Regions from separate parts of the Ovis aries genome. Here region 2 is linked to region 1. Evidence: chromatin contacts called from public Hi-C data. All regions are on one chromosome and are shown on one strand. Each heading gives the region's core, a stretch centred on a gene start, on an enhancer-like site or on the middle of the called end of the contact. The rest is flanking DNA. Distances are from core to core; before and after follow the strand shown.

Region 1 (2,508 bases), core at 4-2,503:
GTCCAACTTCTTAATCTAAACTTATTTCTTCTTAGTCTTTGCAAGCATCTCCCTACCACATGCCCAAGCACTCACGTGTTGAAGTGTTATTTTATTGCACCCCTTTTATTCTGCATTTAAATTGCAGGTCGAATATCAAGTCTTTTCAGTTTCGTGTAAATGGATCATTTTTATCACTGAGTTTCATTTAAGAAAGGCAAAGGCGACGCTGAAAATGTTTATGAAAAGGGAGTATTGGCTCTGATGAGGCTGAGAAATACCAAGTGAGGTGTTTGCCTTCTGCAGACAGGATCTATAACTTCGTATTCTATCCAAGTGTGCTGCTTGGAAAAGTATCCACACTGTAGTTATCATGTTATCTTACAACGTGGCAAATCAGTCTCCCCACTGAATTCCTCAATGGTGTCTTAAAAACAGGAGAGGAAAACCAGCATTGAAAGGGTCTACCCACCATGTACTTGTAGTAAGAGACATTATTTCCTCTGATGCTCACAGTAAGTCCATGAGGAATTAGGACTGGCCACAGTGTGCAAATGAGGAAATTGAAGCATTGAGTAGTAAAGATTCTTACCTACGATGGTCAATCAGAGAGCAGGCATTTGAACTCAGTTCTATGGAATTCGAAGGCAACATTGTCAGATGAAATACAGGACATTCAGGTTAGTTTGAATTTCAGATGAATAGTGACTTTTTTTGTTTGTTCTCAAATGTATTATATTTATTAAAAATTTTTTTTCTTTTTTTAAAATCAGTGTATTTTTGGCTGTGCTGGGTCTTCGTTGCTGTGAGCGGGCTTTCTCTAGTTTCAAAGAGCAGGGGCTACCCTTCAGCTGCGGTGCTGGGACTTCTCACTGTGGAAGCTTCTCCTGTTGTGGCCCTGGGGCTTGGTTGCTCTGAGGCATGTGGGGTCTTTCCGGGCCAGGGGTCAGATCTGTGTCCCCTGCATTGGCTGGTAGATTCTTTGTCACCAGGGAAGTCCTGTATTTCTTTATTTAGATTTACAAAAGGTTTTTTAAATCTGTATTTTTTTGAAGTATAGTTGATTTACAATGTTGTATTAATTTTTTCTGTACAGCAAAGTGACTCAGTTATACACACCTATATCTTCTTTTTCATACTTTTCCATTATGATTTATCACAGGATATAACAGTGACTCTTAATGTTACAGAAACATGTTCCAAACGTTGCACGGGGCAGACTTATACTAAAATAGGACTTGTTTCTCTTAAGTTTCAAAATCAGCTGGATGTCTTGCATTCTTTTAAAGTCTGGCAACCCTATTCTTTCCCCCTCTGCCACTTCCCTTGCATTTTTTACTCACAGTGTCGCTCCCTAGATTTTTATTCCAAAAATGTCTTTCGGGTCCCAGCATGAGTCACAAGAGAGGCAGCGAGAAGTAACAGCCTTTCACAGGAGCGATGAGGCCCTGGGCCCCGTCCCGACCGTGGGAAAGATACACCTTCTGGAACAAGTTTTCTCATCTGTGGGGAGTTGAACTGCACCATCTCAAGGGTCAGGGAATGTCCACTGGGTTCTGAGCACGTGCCAGGCACTGTTCTGGGCTCTGGGGCACCATCAACAAACAAAATTGACAAGGTTTGCTGTCCTCAGAGAGCTAACATTCTAACGGGGGAGAAACAGACAAACAGGTAGCAGTGCCTGCTACCCTCCGCTCAGGTGCCGTGGGTCAGGCCCGCTGCTGGGGACTTCACACACAGGCTCCTCTGGTGTCCCTCTGTGCCCACCCGATCCAGGGCAGGGCTTCCCAGGTGGCGCTAGTTGTAAAGAACCCGCCTGTCAACACAGGAGACACAGGAGACCCCGGTTCGATCCCTGGGTTGCGAAGATCCCCTGGAGGAGAGCACGGCAACCCACTCCAGCCAGTATTTTCGCCTGGAGAATCCCGTGGACAGGGGAGCCTGGTGGACTATAGTTCATAGGGTCACAAAGAGTCAGACACGACTGAAATGACTTAGCACGCGTGCACATCCAAGGCATGTGACATGTTGCTGGCACACAATGGCAGCAGGGCTGGGCTCAGGTTTTGTGAGCCTGAGGACCCTCTTTAAGAAAAGTGTATAACATTACCAGACCCTTCTCAGGATCCTGGAAAGAGCCTGTGCAGGAGAGGCTCTGAAACTGAAGCCTCAATAGCGTCCCCGAAAATATGGCTCTGGGCTCAGCTGGTGATTTTTAAAATTTTATTTTATTTATTTGGCTGTGCTGGGTCTTAGTTATGGCATGTAGGATCTTTAGTTTGTGGCATGTAAACTCTGAGTGCTGACATGTGAGATCTAGTTGCCTGACCAGGGACTGAACTGGAGCCCTCTGCTTTGGGATCGCGGGGTTTTAGCCAAATACTGGACCACAAGGGAGTCCCTCAGTCAGTGATTGTTGAATGAACAACTATCTTGTCAGGTAGCTTGCCCATTTTTGACTGGGGATACTGAAGTTCAAAGAAGTGCGAGGATTTACTCAAGTTCATAGAGCCAGTGAGTGGCAGCACT
Region 2 (2,508 bases), core at 6-2,505, 130 kb after region 1:
AGACGACACAAAATGAATGAATGCAGATCATCACAAATTTGTTTTTTTGTCCAAAGGACAGCTACCAATGTTACTGCTGAAAAATGTACAAAAGTAGTATTTAAACCCCAGCTTCATCTGCCTGCTCCACTGTCAGGAGCAGAGAGAAGCCATCATAAATGAGAAATGTTTCCAACTCTACTCGGGACAAGGAAAATAAAACTGTTTCCTGGTCACTGCTGCTGCCTAACAGCAGGCAAATTAGGTAATCTGTGGGGAGCAGGTGAGTAGGTGGTAGCCAAAACTGAAAACCCACCATCTCTCCCCTCATGTACCTCCTTGTGGCCAAAGTTTCATTGGAAATCTAAAATAATTTATCTCATCACAAATTCCTAACAGTTAATTAGAAAAATGTACTAATTGGATACAGATGAGACTGCTGGCTAGCATCACCAATTTACTCGACATGAATTTGAGCAAACTCCGGGGGATAGTGGAGGACAGAGGAGCCTGGCATGCTGTAGTCCATAGGGTCACAGAGAGTCAGACATGACTTAGCGACTAAATAACAACTACTAACTGGATAATCTGGTTTCAGATGTTCTAATTATACTCCTGTGTGGGGGGTATGGAATAAAAAAACAATTATATATATATACACACAAAATAATAGCATTTCCCCCCCCACACAATCTAAAGTATCTAAAGTTTAAGACTGAATAAAAAAATCGCACACACCTCAAATCCTGACAATGAAAGAATATTTTAGTATGCATTTTAGTATCTATAAATAGATAATGCAGTTCTTCTGCATTAAAGGGTACTATCTGAAAAGAGATTTCAGTAACATTCCCATCAGATGTCCTGGAATTAAATGGATAGCTCCCTTTTTAAGGCAACACGGTTTTAATGAAAGGTCCTACCCTATTTCTTAATAAGAGCACGCCCACGAATGACTCCCATAAATTTCCTCATCGCCTGAGATTTCTAAACCAACCGCAAATTAGGAAAGAGGTGCTGGACACCGCTGGTGATCTGTACCAACAGCCCGGCACTGGGCCGGTTTCTAGGAGGGGGTTTTACTCCAGGAGTGATGAGCAGAGGTTCTTAGCCTGCCTGACACTAGGCCTGGGGGAAGAAGGTCAGAGGGGATGGTTGCAGGGGGAAGGGACCAGCAGGTGAGAGACCCGGTAGGCAAGTATCTGGAAGGTTGCGGTGATCAGGGGGCGGGACAAGCAAACCCTTCCAACCAACCGAGAGCCGCCTCGCCCTCCAGGACTATATTTAGTCAGGGCTGGCTACCCCAACAGGGCGGGGCCTGGGGGACGCCCAGGCCGGCCACCTGCACAAACCCCAGTGCCTGCCGCCCTGCCGGCGCGTCTCAGTGGGGACGTGCTGAGGCACCACGACTCCTGGGGCCGAGCCACCGGCATCCTCGCTGACATTTCCTCCAGCCCTCTGCCGGGCACGTGCCATCCATCTGACTGACAGATCTGGTCAACGACAAGGGAGGGGCCGTGCAGGGCCGCGGCCTGCAGGGACACTGGCCAGAAGAATTAGTTTCACTTTCTAGTTTTCTTTCCCGGGTCGCCTCTCACCCAGACGGCAGAAAACGTCCTTGAAATGCCAAGAGAGAGAGAAATCTTCAAAAATGTTCCCTGTCCTTGTCTTTTTTTCTTTTTTTTTCTCCCAAGGTCACTGTTTGCCTCTGAAGACCGGGTTAACAGCCTTTGGTGCAAACCCCAACTGCGGAACTTCGGTCCCCGGGGCTGCTGAGCCCTAATACGATTACACATCTAAATGCAATAAACGGGGCAAAGTGGTATTATTTTTCTGGGAAAAACCAACATCATAAAAGGGTCTTTATTGAATCAAGGGCCGGTGAACTGTTCTCTTGCCTAATTATGGCTCCCCAGTGAATGGGGCTGGGTTTCCAGGCAGGACGCCTTACAGCTCTCCAGCCCAAAGGGCGGCGGGATATTTGTCAGGACTTGTCTCATTACAACAAAATCCATCGAGAGGACGCAGGAAGGGAGGATGCCAAGGCAGGCTGACCGCAACCCCCCTCCCCACCGGCTCTGGAAACAGGGGGAGCTGGTTCTTGGGGCCCTACTTCTTGTTTGAAGGCGTCTTCCTCCCCACTCCATCTTCACCTCTTCTGTTCAAAGTCAGGATCCTAGACCCTGTTCCTTCCACTGTCAAAGCTTAAGTAATTTCCCAGCATCCCAACACTTCCCACTTTATCCCCAGCTCTATAGAAAAGGCCCATTGTAGAAATGTGATATTTTGCCAGATGTTTTAACATTCAGCGATTTGGCCAAGGTTCGCATGCACCCAGACCTGGGCGACAAAGCGACCGCCTGCTATCCCCAGACACGGGAGGAGAGGCAGGGCTGGGGGCTAGAGAGGCTCAGCCCAGGGTGGGAGGAAGCCTCTGCACTGGCCAGCTGAGAGCAAGTGGGCTGGTTGACTTTTCCCAGATACACAGGGGTCTGGCCAGGCAAGCTGGAGACCAACATTTTGCTTATA

What was found. A called contact is a pair of places that touch in the nucleus more often than the background predicts.
Region 2: a Hi-C map of omental adipose tissue shows a contact between it and region 1, with 1.5 times the contacts expected there. The contact joins two enhancer-like sites. A contact is called at or near these places in 2 of 16 Hi-C or Micro-C datasets (muscle and omental adipose tissue).

Annotation. Positions count from the first base shown.
Region 1 is chr11:18,080,133-18,082,640 of ARS-UI_Ramb_v3.0, forward strand. All of the region lies in intron 1 of LOC105606871 (a long non-coding RNA gene), which reads left to right. Among named protein-coding and RNA genes, the nearest start is that of TRNAG-CCC, 47 kb to the left of the region's middle. Within about 2 kb of position 1,254, at least 2 of the 54 cell types and tissues checked have an H3K27ac peak or open chromatin away from gene starts, as enhancers often do.
Region 2 is chr11:18,213,721-18,216,228 of ARS-UI_Ramb_v3.0, forward strand. It overlaps LOC132657394 (a long non-coding RNA gene), which reads right to left. Exons shown (of 5, transcript XR_009595484.1): 1 at 1-2,508. Among named protein-coding and RNA genes, the nearest start is that of TRNAT-CGU, 17 kb to the right of the region's middle. Within about 2 kb of position 1,256, at least 26 of the 54 cell types and tissues checked have an H3K27ac peak or open chromatin away from gene starts, as enhancers often do.